2 separate regions of the Mus musculus genome follow, and region 1 is linked to region 2. A link is a contact called in public promoter capture Hi-C data. All regions are on one chromosome and are shown on one strand. The core of a region is the stretch at or near the end of the contact, and the rest is flanking DNA. Distances in the headings are between cores, read along the strand shown. Region 1 holds the start of Yy1 (YY1 transcription factor). Region 2 holds the start of Gtf2a1 (general transcription factor II A, 1).

The links. Promoter capture Hi-C pulls out the DNA fragments that hold promoters and counts their contacts.
Region 1: a contact with region 2 is called in a promoter capture Hi-C map of pre-B cells. The contact joins the promoter of Yy1 here to the promoter of Gtf2a1 in region 2. A contact is called at or near these places in 2 of 39 promoter capture datasets (liver and pre-B cells) and 1 of 484 Hi-C or Micro-C datasets (CD4 T cells).

What each region holds. Positions count from the first base shown.
Region 1 is chr12:108,791,351-108,798,647 of GRCm38.p6, forward strand. It overlaps Yy1 (YY1 transcription factor), which reads left to right and starts at 1,947. Exons shown (of 5, transcript NM_009537.4): 1 at 1,947-2,741. The coding sequence starts at 2,063.
Region 2 is chr12:91,583,695-91,591,444 of GRCm38.p6, forward strand. Gtf2a1 (general transcription factor II A, 1) reads right to left here and starts at 5,955. Exons shown (of 9, transcript NM_031391.2): 1 at 5,841-5,955; 2 at 3,006-3,107. The coding sequence starts at 5,870.

The DNA.
Region 1 (7,297 bases), core at 697-3,196, about 17 Mb after region 2:
TCTCCCAAGTGCTGGGATTAAACGCGTGTGCTACCACTGCCCGGCAAGAAATGCCCTTTAAAATGCATGTCAATAATCATTTGTCTTCATGCCGAGATTAAGGGATTCAAGGTAAGATGTTGTAGCACAAATGTGTATCTTCAAACCTAGGAATCAGGAGCAGAAGAAAGTTTTGGGATAGAGGGGGCTATGTAGTTAACCTAGAAACGAGGTATTTCAGAAAACTATACACGTAGCCAAGGCTGGCTTTAAACTCCTGACTTACCTCCCTCTCCAAAGATTAAAAACCTGCACAAGGACACCTTGCTAAGTATGTTTAAAATTATAAGATGCCCAACTGTTTAAGTTTGGCCTAAGATGCATGTAATGCATTTAGAATACTCTCCTGCCTCAACACTAACAACTCCGGTAGATAAAAGTAATCCAGAATATTCAACAGATGAAGCTGACCGTTAAATCTAAGAAACAAATAAGATACACTTGGCTCAAATTTTCGGTTCTTGGAAAAAAAAAAGGCAATCTAACTTTATGTTGCTTTAAACCACACCTGGTCTATCGAAAGGAAGCACAGAAGAAACACTTCACTACAATGTATCTTAAGCAATTTGATGATTTGAACAAGGAAAACCTAAGCTGTTACTTATAATAGGGAAATCACAAAAGACATGGAATTTTCAAAGAGCTAAATGCAAAGACTATTTAAAAGGAATATTTTTAAATAGTCCTTTTCGGCAAAAGGAATGTTTATGAGCGAGGAATAGGCGAAGCCTGTGTCAAGTTATTCAAAGATAGAAGGGAGTTTTCAGAAAGCTACAATAGTGGAGTCGCTCGACAGGAGCAGCCAGACCCTTCGTTCCAACAGGCACCCAACGGCTGGGTCTCCGGTTTCCGCGGGTCATAAAAGAATAACGGACACACTTCCAACGGTGAACCCTAGGCTGCGCGCGCCGCTTCCGCTTGCCGCGGTCGCCTTCGCGCGCCGCCCACCGGCACGCGACCAAAGAGCCCGTGGCAGCACACGGTCGGCTACGCCGTCCGTGCCGCTACCGCACGAGACCCCGAGTAACGAGTAAAGGCAAAACGAACGGGAAACCAAAAATCAAGCACAGGCGTTTCTCGTCAGAGCAGACTTTATTGCGGCCACGCGGCCGCCGGTCGCACGCCCCGCCGGCAGCACGCCAGCCCCAGGCGCGCGCCCCCCTTCACCCCAGCTCGTTACCGTGCGCCTGGGTCGCGCGGAAAGTTCGCCGGCTCCCGAGGCGTAAGGCGCAGCGCCGACGCCCCACTCCTGTCAGCGACTGGGGCCCCGGAGCGGCACTTTTGTCACTGTTGCACCGCGGACGCCGGGGTTCGCGCGACGCCGAGCGCCGTAAGGCGACGGCGGCGCGGAGCTGACGTCACGCGCCGGGGGGGCCAGCCAGCGCGCGTGCGGGCCGCCACGCCCCCTACCCCAGCGGGGGCCCCCCCAATCGGGAGGACCCTGGTTGGGAGTAGGCGGGGCCCCGGCGCCTCGAGGGGCCCTGCGATTGGTAGCGAGGGAGGAGCGAGAGCCGGAACAGCGAGTGGGGAATCGGGGACGGGGCGGGGCCGAGAGCCCCGCGGAAGTCTCGCGAGGCCGAGCCGGAGCAGAGTGTGGCGGCGGCGGCGGCGGCGAGATCTGGGCTCGGGGTTGAGGAGTTGGTATTTGTGTGGAAGGAGGCGGAGGCGCAGGAGGCAGGGGGCAGCGTAACGCCGGCCCGGAGGGCGGGAGGAGGCGCGGCCACAGCCAGGGCAGGCAGCCGAGGCGAGGCGAAGGCAGGCGGGGAAGCAGGACAGGCAGCGGCCGAGCGAGCGAGCGAGCCAGCGCGGGGCGCACCGATCTCGGGAGGCGGGGAAGCCCCGCGGCCGCCGCGCCCGCCCCTTCCCCCGCCGCCCGCCCCCTCTCCCCCCGCCCGCCCGCTGCCTTCCTCCCTCTGCCTTCCTTCCCCACGGCCGGCCGCCTCCTCGCCCGCCCGCCCTCCCTCCCGCAGCCCAGGAGCCGAGGCCGCCTGCCGCGGCGGCCGTGGCGGCGGAGCCCTCAGCCATGGCCTCGGGCGACACCCTCTACATCGCCACGGACGGCTCGGAGATGCCGGCCGAGATCGTGGAGCTGCATGAGATCGAGGTGGAGACCATCCCGGTGGAGACCATCGAGACCACGGTGGTGGGCGAGGAGGAGGAGGAGGACGACGACGACGAGGACGGCGGCGGCGGCGACCACGGCGGCGGCGGGGGCGGCCACGGGCACGCCGGCCACCACCATCACCACCACCACCACCACCACCACCACCCGCCCATGATCGCGCTGCAGCCGCTGGTGACGGACGACCCGACCCAAGTGCACCACCACCAGGAGGTGATCCTGGTGCAGACGCGCGAGGAGGTGGTCGGCGGGGACGACTCGGACGGGCTGCGCGCCGAGGACGGCTTCGAGGACCAGATCCTCATCCCGGTGCCCGCGCCGGCCGGCGGCGACGACGACTACATAGAGCAGACGCTGGTCACCGTGGCGGCGGCCGGCAAGAGCGGCGGCGGGGCCTCGTCGGGCGGCGGTCGCGTGAAGAAGGGCGGCGGCAAGAAGAGCGGCAAGAAGAGTTACCTGGGCGGCGGGGCCGGCGCGGCGGGCGGCGGCGGCGCCGACCCGGGGAATAAGAAGTGGGAGCAGAAGCAGGTGCAGATCAAGACCCTGGAGGGCGAGTTCTCGGTCACCATGTGGTCCTCGGGTGAGTGCAGGCGGCGCGCCGCCGCTCGGGATGTTTTTGTTTTGAAGGGAAGCCATGTTTTATGTGTGTGATGGGCGCCGCCATCTTCTCCGCCCGGGCAAGTATGGCGGCCCCAAAAGATGGCGGGGGCGGCGGGCCGCGAAGATGGCGGCGCGGGGGAGGGGCGGCGCCCGGCTAGGCCGCAATGGCGTAGTTTGTGCGAGCGGAAGCGGGCTGGGGCGGCGGGCGGGGAGGGAGGGGCCAGCGCCCCTCCACGCCCGAGCCAACGGACGTGCGGCGGGGCCGGTTGAGGGCGCCGCCCCGCGCCGGACCACCCGCCGGGCGTTGACAGGGCCGTGGCGCAGGGCGGACGCGCGCCGCTCCCCCGCCGTCCCCCGGGGGCTGTCGGGGCCCCGCCCCGCTCGGCTCCGCTCAGCTCGGCCCCCTCGGACGCGAAGCGTCTCCCCGAAGCCCTTCCCGGAGCGGGCGGCGCATAGCCCCGCCGCAGCTGCCCCGCGGTCACGCTGGCCCAGGCCGTCGCCGCTGCGGGGCGGGACTTGGGTGGCACGTAGGGCGCTCGTGTGCGGGTTCGGCGGCCGTTGGAACCTGTCACCCGCGCTGCCAACGCGCTCCTCGCCTGATCGACCTAGAACGGGAGTTAGGGGAAGGAAGAGCCACAGCATTTCAGCGGCCTTTACGCGTTGTGAATTTTGTTTTTTAAGTCGTGGGCCCTATGCAGACAGACTGGGCTGGTTTACACAGCTTAGGATATTTGCCAACAAACTAATAAAAATCGCTTAGTTATCAGTATCTCTGGTCTTGTTTTCCCCCACGAAAAGAATAAAAAAAGTGGATAATTTGTTTTACTGATTTAATACGCCTTTTAGCGAAAGTCAGGAAGCCTGTGTAGGGCACCGAAGAGTTCCTTCCCCGCATGAGTAAACTCAAGGTAGAGCCCTGGAAAGGCTGTTGTTGACTGTTCACTTTATCCTAGTACTGTGTTAACAAGCTAGTCAGCTTTATTGTTAAGAAACTACTACTAGACAGAATAATCTCACCATACCTAGTTCATGTAGCCCTAGTGATTAAATTTGATGAATTTGAAAGCATAACTTGAGCCTTGATGTGTAGTTTATTAAAATGTTAAAATTTTGGGAAACGAGTGAAATAGATGAAAAGCTAATCTATGGTAGTATCCAAGTGACGTAAGCTTGATGGGTCTGTGGTTCAGGAAGGAGAAGAGCGTCCTATAGAAATCTAATAGGAAGTGCTCAGGGCGCTGTTCCTCGCTGAATGAATCCCTGGTTATTATCTGCACGGTAGGTTATCAGGAGCTGTATGCTATGTAACTAGCCAGTCCCTAAAAGTTATCCAGTGCCTTCAACACATTTTTTTGGTTGCTAACGGTAGTTTGCATGCTGAGATCTTTAAAAGCTTGTTTTTTTCACTTTTAATAAGAGTGAAATTAAGGAAAGCAGGTTTCGAACTTTGGATGAATTTACCACATTTGGAGTACCGAGTTCATTAACTATATAAAAAACTTACGTTATAAAATAGCTTGATTCAGATGTTTGACATTAGATCTTACCAAGTTGTTAGTTTGCTTTTCTAGACAGAAAAACACTTCGTCAAGTGTGGTGTTGATGAATCGTGTATGTTTAGTTCAGGGGAGAAAGTGAAGGGCCTGGCTAAGGTGGGTTAATTGACAATTTAGTTGGCATTTAGTCTTTACTTGTGTGACTGGCTGCTTGCTTACAAGGGCACGTAGAGCAGCTTGGGGGCATTTTGGTAGCTATTTCTTCAAACCCTTAATTGTCTAGTGTGTTACTGAGTAGTCTGCAAAAATGGTGCTTATCAATATTTGATGTCAAGAGCAAGGGATGGCCTATTTCCTCAGAAATGTCTTGTGGTAAATGATCCATCTTCCTTGCCTTTGTGGCTTGCACTTATTACCAAAAAGAAGCTAAGTGGTGTGGTCAACTAACTATGTGTGTCTCAAGTTCAGATTCTGCAAATAATTTAATCTTCAGAACTAAATTAAGACTGCAATAAGTGAAGAAATATAAACAGATTAGCTAAGTTAAGTGTAAATGTGTCTTGTATGTTGCTGTGGTAGGAATAGACTTCACTTGATCCCAGGCTTGAGTTGCAACTCCACAGTATATATAAGTTTATTAAATTAGTGCATTAGATTAATTAAACTAGGATGCCACAGATTTACATAAGCCTCAAACTTAGCAGTTCTTATAAAGATAGTATATGTGGGTAGTTTTTTGTTGTTTTTCCAGACAGGGTTTTCCTATGTTCCTGACTGTCCTGGAACTCAAGCTACAGACCAGGCTGGCCTGAAGAGCTCAGCCTGTCTCTGTTTCCTGAGTATAAAATAAAAGATAGAAGACAGCATAGCACAGCAACAATGTTGAGTCATCTTAAGACACTAGTTATTTGTACCTCTCTAGGAGGTTTGTTGTTGCTAGCACATTTTAGTAGAAATTTGTAGAAACCAGATACTTGGGTTTGTAGGTCTCTTTGTTTTTGTGCTTGTTGTCCTCTGAACAGTGACAGCATTCTGTGTGGGGGTCATAGTTTGAATGAAACAGTAGCAAAGTACTGTAACCATTATAGACTTAGAAGCCTGCTTCTTTTTCCCCTTCTTGTTTTTCATAGTTGGTAGTTTATGAGATGCTGCAATGATGGTATGTGACAAGATTTCTCCTGGGGAGATGCAAGACAAGTTTACTCACCTCAGATAGGGAACCCACAACAGATTAAAATATGCTTAGCCACCAAAGTTCAACCTGGTGAACCAATGAGTTTAATTGGGTTACTTTTAGGCCTATAAGTTAGGGGTCACTTACAGGAGCAGAAATGACTCAAAGACATTCGTTACCAAAGCCCACCTAGCACAGGTGAGGCTCACAGGCTGAAAACGAGAAGCATAGTGCCCTTTGCCTCAGTTGGTCTAAACCTCTTCCAGGATGATAGTCTGGTCTGAAAGTCTTTGTAGCTCAGCTTCCTTCTGTTGAAGTCTCAGTTTTTATTGTTTATTCTGGTAAGGAGGAACCTAGAGAGTCTGATCAGTTTCAGGGACTTCCTGAATCTATTTTGAGTTATTTTCCTGCTTAAAGGAGTTTCATGCAAGATGGGACATTACAATCGCTTAAGAATCTTACACACAATGAATGATTATCGGTTCTTTTTTGGTTTGTTTGCTTTTTGAGACCTTATCTTTCCATGTAGGCCTTGAACTCACTTACATAGACTGGGCTGGTCTCAAACTCACAGAGATCTACCAGCCCCTGGCTCTCCCAGTGCTGGGATTAAAGGGGTGTGCCACCACAACCTGCCACTTTATGTTTTGTTTTGTTTTTGGAAGTAAGGGTCTAACATTGTGTCCCAAATTGGTATTATAATCATATCACTATCTTGGCGTCACAGACCTATGAGCAGTCACTTCTCAGTCCTCCTCTTCCCACTAGTCTATCCCAGTTCTCCTATCCCAGACACTATGCATAAAGAATCAGAAAATATTTGCCCTTTTGTATCTGGATTAGCATGTTAATCCATTTTTTTGTGGCTGAATGATAACCCATAATATAATTACTTTTGTGGATAAAATTAAAGCCTAAACATTTTCAATACTTAACAGTTTGCCAGTGTTTTGAATATTTGTAGCTATTTTCAAATTGATGTTTAGGTTTTCCTTTCATTATTGACAGAGCTGTATTTCTTGGAAATAGTTATCAGAATCATATGAGTGAATTTATTTTTATATAACTAATAATAAAGGAAATCACATACTGTAAGCATCCAGCTTTGAGAGAAACTTAGGTGGCTTTAATTATCCCCTGTTAAACCTGATGTGTGGTCAATTGAGTAAAAACATGTGACACTAGAAAAAAGTTGAAATAAAACCACATTGTTACATTTTTCCTTATTCTACACATTCAGAAAAACTCAAGGCTTGTCAGTGATGGCCATTTTCAGTTCTGTGGTAAAGTCTGTAATCACAAGGTAGATAGACCACAATCATAAATTTTTTGTTTGTTTTTTGTTTTTCGATTTTTGGTTTTTTGAGACAGGGTTTCTCTGTGTAGCCCTGGCTGTCCTGGAACTCCCTCTGTAGACCAGGCTGGCCTTGAACTCAGAGATCCGCCTGCCTCTGCCTCCCAAGTGCTGGGATTAAAGATATGCGCCACCACGCCCGGCTTAACCCCTCCTCTTGTTCAGATGACTCTATTCTTGCTCCTGCTTTGAATAAGAATTATTGAAATAGGAAGAGTTAAAAAAAAGTAGAACCTTTATAGTTTTATCAGAAACGTGCCTTACAGTTTATAGTTTTATCAGAAAAAATACTTTACAGTCCCCCCCCCCTCTGTGTGTGTGTGTGTGTGTTGTGCTGTGTACGAGGGCTTGGAGAGGTCAAATAAGGATGTTGTATGTCCTGTTTCTTCTCACCCCTCTCCCAGCTTTGAATTTAACATGGGAGCTGAACTCTGAACTTGAGTCTTACTTACCAAACCATCTCCTCCGTCCCCCCTCCCAGTCCCTTCCCTCCCCTCCCAGATGAGCAGTAC
Region 2 (7,750 bases), core at 4,705-7,204:
ATGTAAGAAACATGCAAATAAAGACACTTGATTTTTTCCAAGACAGCTTCATTTCTTTGACTAGAATGTTTAACAGCTATGGGGATCAGTCAGAAGATAAAATTCTCTAACTGTCAACCACAATGCAAGAGAAAATAATAAAGACCCCAGATTGACCCATACCATAATCAATTAAAGTTTTGGGGGCTCGTTTCTATACCTCTAGAAATTATATCTTTTACATAATATGACAGAAAAGACAACTACTGAGGGCAGCAAAGTGTTAAACATTCCCCAGTACACTAAGGACCAAGATAAGCTTGTCTATTTATTCTTCATTTAATTACATACTTTATGTTGTTCCCATGTTGTTCCAAATCCTATTTCAAAGGAGGCATTCTATGACTTTTCTCTTTAAGAGTTCCGTTTCTCTCCCTGTAGGAGCTAAGCTTATTTTCTTATCCTTCATGTAATTGTAATGTAGCTACTTTGTGCTGCTCCACGCTCTTCCCACTCCTGTTTCGTAAGTGGCATTCTAACACTTGTATCCTTAAGCACTAAGAGCATCTATAGTTCTCTCCAGGTAGGTGTTGCTCAGCTCACTGAAACTTACTTTTTCCTTTTCTTACACTGGCGAACTCGTAGTGAATATTCTAGAAGTTGTCCAAAGGTGCTTAAACATATTAAGATGTATTTTATCACCACACTGAAGCTCAGACTTTATTTAAAATGAGAGCTAAATTCTAGCTTCTGCGTGTGACTGGAGAAGACCACAGCTAATGTCCCCTAACCACTTGTTAATTGTGATGATTTGAGCACAGCTGTAAAGAAGCTACCCCCAATTTCTAAGCCAACAGTTATAACAGCTTCTGACCTCGGGCCATTTGTCTCTCTTTAATTTTTTATTATTTGGCGTACGTATGATGGGGGTGTCCACATGCCAACAAAGCACACATCCGAGGACAACTTTAGAAAGTCAGCTTTTGTTCCATTTGTCTCTTTCCAAAAATTAATGAGGACTTCAAAAAAAATTGAGATACTTTTAATGTTCAGATTTTAAAATGAGAAGTCTAGGCTTGCATAAATGATACCAATTTTCCCAGAATTAACCAGAGGGGGAGTGGGGGGGGGGGCTGGTAAGCCTTAGAGAGCTGGACTTCCCATCTGCCCCTGCATTTCACTAGTTTTAGTTCAAGGGTAGAAAGAAAAATTTCTCATACACTTACACAATCGAGAAAGCAAAAGATATTTTAAAATATTAAAAGTTCAGCAATCTATAACTCAACCTGCATACTGTTCTGTTAGAATAGTGGGTCTTCCAACAATCACTAAGAATAAAGTGTGCAGATCCTTCGCACATTTCACTATGCACAGAGTATACATATTTTTAGGACAGTCTCAGCACAGTAAACATACCTAAAGGAACCCTGCTGCACATGAACAGAATCTACAAGAAAGGCATGGTAAGCACTAGGCATGTAAGGTGCTGAACTGAGCTAATGATTCTCTTGGAGACAATGTTTGTATGCATGCATGTGAAGCCTTTAGAAGGATGTTTACTGTCCTCTCCATCACTCTCCACCCTTGCGTGGAGACAGGTCTTTCACTGAAACCTGGAGTTTCAGGCTGGTCACCAAGCTCCTGGAACCCACAGTCTCCATCCCCCAACAGTGGGTGACAGGCACATGTGGTCATACCCACCTTCTATGTGGTGAAGGAGATGTCAACTCAGACCTTCTTCATTTACTTGATGAGTCACTTCCCCAACCACACATGATGCAACTTTTAAATGAAAGAATAATAAACTACGAAATGTTCAAATCGGGTCCAACAAGTACAAAACCCCTCCAGTTTCACCTCATGCTACCACCAGAGACAAGAGCACTGTGTGTGTACAAGTGTTTGGCCTATGTACTGGCTACTTTTGTGTCAACTTGACACAGCTGGAGTTATCACAGAGAAAGGAGCTTCAGTTGAGGAAGTGCCTCCATGAGATCCAGCTGTAAGGCATTTTCTCAATTAGTGATCAAGGGGGAAAGGCCCCTTGTAGGTAGGACCATCTCTGGGCTGGTAGTCTTGGTTGTATAAGAGAGCAGGCTGAGCAAGCCAGGGGAAGCAAGCCAGTAAGAAACATCCCTCCATGGCCTCTGCATCAGCTCCTGCTTCCTGCCCTGTTTTGAGTTCCAGTCCTGACTTCCTTGGTGATAAACAGCAGTATGAAATTGTAAGCTGAATAAACCCTTTCCTCCCCAGCTTGTTTCTTGGTCATGATGTTTGTGCAGGAATAGAAACCCTGACTAAGACAGCCTACATGACTGTCTGTGCACCACTCGTGTGCTGACTAATGTCTGGAGACCAAAAGAGGGCGTCTCCTGGGACTGTACTTACAGACCATTGTGAGCCACCACGTGGGTGCTGTGAACCGGTCCCAGTCCCTCTGGAAGAACAGCCAGACTCTTAAGCACTGAGCCATGTCTCCAGTGCCCACACAAATGCCATTTTAAAAATCTAAGTATTTATTCATAAACCTAAGAAGAAAAACTAGCTCAGTGTTTAATATGTAAAAGGAGCATTTGGTGTACATAAAAGGATTTTACTCTAGTACTTACATTCTTTTATCAAGCATTTGTTCAATCGCTCCATCATAAACAAATTTTAGATTACAAATATAGGAATACAAAAAATTAAATACTATTACTGACATGTCAAGCAACTGGACCATAAAATACCACATGTGAACAAGTAAAACTATTATTAGGCATTTTGATAGGTATTCTCTATACTTAGTACACTTAATCCTAAGAACAACCACCCCATGAGTCTGTACTACCAATTCCTATCTTATAGGGAAGAAAGCTGAAATATAAGTTATCTACCTACCCAGTTAGAGGAAGTATAGAAGGGACAGTTGAGGTTTAAATCAATACCCTTCACTGCACTATACTGTCTCTCCTTAAAGTCAAACATTCATCCTATAGAAAAGTTCTTTATTACTGAACTATTCTTTTAAAAAGAGACAAACTCACAGTTTTTAGTTCCATCAGGACTTGTTCATCCACTCCGTCATCCAGAAAAATGTCTCGTACGTCATTAATAACATCTTCAATCACAGATCTATACAATTTAGGCTTTAAAGGAAAAATAAGATTCAATAAAAGACTGATTTCAAAATGTTATAGTAGGCTTTGAGAAATAATTAAATAATTATTAAATACAAGCCATTTGGCCAACTATCTAAAATTTATTTTAAATTGTGACTTTAATTAAAGATACTACAATCCTAAGCCAGGCTTATCACTCTGGAGGCAAAGACAGGAGGATATCAGAGTTCCAGGCCAGCCTGATCAATATACTGAGACACTGTAAACTAAATTTGACAATGACAGAAAACTGTAAGGCTGGGCAAAGTAGTTCATAAACCAAAGTTCTTTATGCACAGTCAACACAAATTCCAGTAATTTCCTTGATGGTGACCAAAATGTCTACCATCATGATTAATAACAGTTCATGGTCACTCCTGGTTCCTACTAGCCCTGCTTGATTTAACGCCTGTCCCATCTCACAGCCTTTCCAGGTCTTAGATGTTGGGGAACTTTTTGTTCACAAGTCGTCTCCTGGTCATACCCAGCAGTCTTATCAGCGTTTGATTATACAAAAGCTACCTTGGTTTTTTTCCCTGTCCTGGTCTACCTTCAGGCTACACCACTAAACTCTATACTGGCCATGTAATTTTAAATTAGTAGGATCAATTTCCAGCAAACCAGATGTTTTAATGTTTCTGAAATCAGTTACCCTAAAACCCTTTCCTTGGAGAGTCCAACACTTGAAGCAGGCAATGCCCTTCTCTGCTACTATGTAATTAATCATTCAGCAACCAGCCTACAACTTAACCCATTCAGAAGCGCCGTTGTTGAAGGAAAAAGGGAAATGCTAAATTCTAAACTTCACTGCAGCAGGCTTTTGTCTTTATGGCATACAAGGTCATTTAGATCTGTCCTTTTAAAACAGTATTCCAAACTCTGAAACTGGCGAATTAGAGACTGCATGTAGCATTAGCAAGTGATTAATAAAGGTTCCTTTTAGAAGATGCTAATTTTTAGGCACAATATTAGGTCACCTAGGTGGATTTTTATACTAGATACCATGCTAGCCACTGGTAAAATTAAAACCACCACTTAATCTTTAATTCTTAAAGCTCAGTTTAGGCTGTGCCTCTACACACACATCAAGCAATAGATTGTGAGCACAGATCTCACAGGGGAGAGTCAGTCACTATTTCTTTGAAAAGCTTCATGCCTTGGGTATTAAGAACACACCACCAAACTCAAGTCCTCCTCCGGAAACATTTAATGTACAACGCATTTTTTTTTTAAGCCGAGAATGTTGACCGTATCTCCTCCAAGGGGGCGGGTGGGGGGGAGGAAATCATTTTATCTGATCTAAAACGATTTAAAATGAAACTCTTATAAAGGGAAGGGAGAAAGAACAAAACGAGGCTGCAATTCTGGCCTACTTCCCACTACAAACAAAGGCAGTACACTCTAGCGGCCACAGCAAAACACTCGGGTCCGTGACAACAGCCTCCCGGCTCCGGAGCGAAATCTCGGCGTGAAAGGAGCCTAGAAATAAAATGAGCTCCGCACGCCGGCTCCTCTCGCCTCGGGAGCACGCACCTCCCAGCCCCGCGCTCAGCAGCTCTCACTATTTAAAGCCGGATCTGGTGTTTAAATGGAGAGGCGGTGACGTAGGCCTGAAAAGCACCTTCCCATCCTGGCAGAGTCTATATTAGAGAGCGGCAATGGCTCTATATAAACAGGGCAGCCAAAGGGAGGAGGACCACAAGGCGCAGGCACTGAAAAGCAGGGTAAGCGGCCGCAGCCATGATGGATCGACCCGAGTCGCCAACGGTATAGTGTCGGGCAGCCGCAGGCTGCTCTGCGGCGTTTGGGACCGGGCAAAATGAAAAAAAAAAATTTTTTTTAAAAATAAACAAACAAAAAAACAAATATTGTGCTTTATTGTCATAAAAAGAAATCAAGAGATGGGGTGGCCTAGTGATCACATTGCGTTGGTGACTCTTTTAAAAGGTTATTTTTATGTGACTGCTTTTTGCAAACCTACGTGATCGCAAGTAACCAAAAAAAAATTTTTTTTTGCTCCTTTTTAAAAAAGGGAGCAACGGGAAGAAGTAGGCAAATCTCGAGGCGAAAGCGGGGACTCTTGGGCCATTCATGTAGGCTTTGTTTGTTCTGGTGCTTAGGCTAGTCGAAGATACCGCGGGGGTTTTGCTTCCCCTTCGCCATTTTACCCACTGGGGAGGAACCGAGATAAGTGCTTTCCAACCTTCATAATTTTTTTGTCTTTTTTTTTTTCTTTCTTTCTTTCCTTTCGGAGGATTAGTAAAATCGGCCCCAAAGGAGGCTCTCCCAAAGCACCACCTCCGGAGAGCCCCCGAAGGCACGCCCGGCCTCGGCGGTATCCGAGAGGCTTCCCCAGACGCGGGGCTCGACCCGCAGCCGCTCGCTCGGGGACTGGCCGGGTCCGGGTCCCCGCGTGGGGCCATCGCCCGCCCGTCCGCGCCCCGGGGTCGGCAAGCCAGGGCCCCAACGGCCTGCGTGGCCCGCCCCGCGGCGCTCCCGGCCCCCGCCGCCCTCCTCCCGCCAGTCCTCGGCGTCCCCCCCGCCCGGCCAGGCCCGCGGCGGGCAGCGGCGGCGGTGGAGGGCGGAGGGGACCCGGTCGGGAGCGCCGCCTCGCCCGGGCCCGCCCCCGCCCGCCCGCCCGTCCGTCCGTCCGTCCCAGCCAGCCGTTGCCTGCCGCCGGAACCTTCGCAGCCCCCGCCGGCCACCGCACCACGTCCTTACCACGGTGTTTGTGTTTGCCGAGTTCGCCATTTCCACACACAACACAAACAAGAGGGAACGAGATAGAAAGAAAGGAAAAAAAAATTTAAAAAAAAAAAAAAAAAGAAAAAAAAAAAAAAACAACTGAGACCCGGAGGGTGACCCAAGTCACCCGCCAAGAGTGGGGCAAAAAAAAAAAAATCTCTCAACAAAACCGATCCAGAAGGAGTAAGAGGCGGGAGAGCAGGAGGAGGGGGGCACTCCTCCCGCAGCTAAAAACCTCGAGAATCGCCTAAAGAAAAAAGAAAAAATGGGGGAAAAAATTAGCCACGACCCCTTAGGGGGTTAGGGGGCGTCACCCGCTCCCCACTCGGCGCCGAGGAGGGAAACCAACACCGGTCACCGCTCCCCGCGCCACCGCTGCCGCCACCGGCTGCAGCTCCAGCCGTCCGGTCCGCCTGCTTCTCCCCTTTATATAGCGAGCCAACGAGCTGCGCGAGCCGCCGCCGCCGCCGCCGCCGAGAGACAGGGCGGAGGGAGGGAGGGGCGGAAAGGGCGGGGGCAGCGGGGGGCGGGGCCGAGCGCGAGACACCGCGAGAACCGCGTGCGCACGCGCGCCCGGGGCGTCGCCAGGTTTCTTTTCCCCCCCCTCCCCCCCGCCCCGGCTGGGTGGCCGGGTGGGCGGGGCCGCGGGCCTGGAGTAAAGAAGGCGCGCGCCGCGGCCTTTTCCCCACCCCCCTATGGCTCGCGCGATCACGTGGTCCGCACCCTGGCGGAAGCGGTCCGTGGCGGTGGTGGTGGCGACCGGTTGGACCGGGAGGCGTCCTCCGGAGGAGGCTGGGGTATTGAGGGAAGCCAGCGATCAAGGGTACCTAGCGCTGCGTCGGGTGGACGCGCAGCCGCTCCGGTGGAGCGGAGGAGTGGGAGTAGCCGCCGAAGCGATAGGCTTCCCCGGAGGATGGCTGCGGAGGGACGGCGGGTCACGTGGCGCGGCTTCCGGCTCCCGCGCGCTGGGGCTTGGGACAGTTTTTAAATGCGGAGTCATCTTTTGATTCGTGAGCTTAGGTCGGATGAGGAGGAAGTTCGCGCCTCTTGCAAAGGACAGACCTCGTGAAGTTGTGTATAAGTCCAAAGGCTAGGAAAGCTTTGTTCTCCCTCTGTCTACTTTACAGAATTAGGGACGCCTGTAGGTGTTTCCAGCCGTTTGTCTGTACAAAATTAAACTATTAGGTGGTTTGGCTAAAATGCCCCAAAGAGTCAGCCTCTACCAACTCAAAAGTACTTTAGATGACTTCTTAGGGTGGTAGAAATGACGAAAAAAGAAAAGGAACTCGGATACAACTACTACATATTTGACTCCCTGACATACATTACTGCTCTGTTTTTAATGTTACCAGAGTGCTGTGATTTGCACACTGGCCAGCACACAGTGACTAACCACATCTGAAACCCATGCCGTTGACTCATCAACTTGCCTGGCCTGTCCCAAGAGATCAGGCAGAGTCTGTTGGTATCTTGGAGTGCAATTCATCGGGAGTTTGACCTGGGACGTGCAAGCAAATTCTGCCTTTGTATCAATATTTTACGGAACAGATTCCTGTTTGGTAGGCAGAATTTAACAACTGCCACTTTCCCTGGTCCTAGGAATATGGGGACAAAATGTAATGTGGACGTGGGCATTTTATGTTCAAAAAGCAATCAGACAATGTCATTCTATGCCAGTGAAGCCAGATAAGTGAAATATCAAAGACTAGAAGAGCATGGAAAGACTACAGATTGTTTCCTATGACCTCAGGGAAGGGGATTAGCGAAGACTGGGACCATGCATACTAAGAAGCTGGACATAAACCTTCTCTTGAGAGAATTTTTTTTTCACCTCAGGGTTTCTCTGGCTTTCCTGTAACTCAGAGAACTGCCTGCCTCTACTTTCC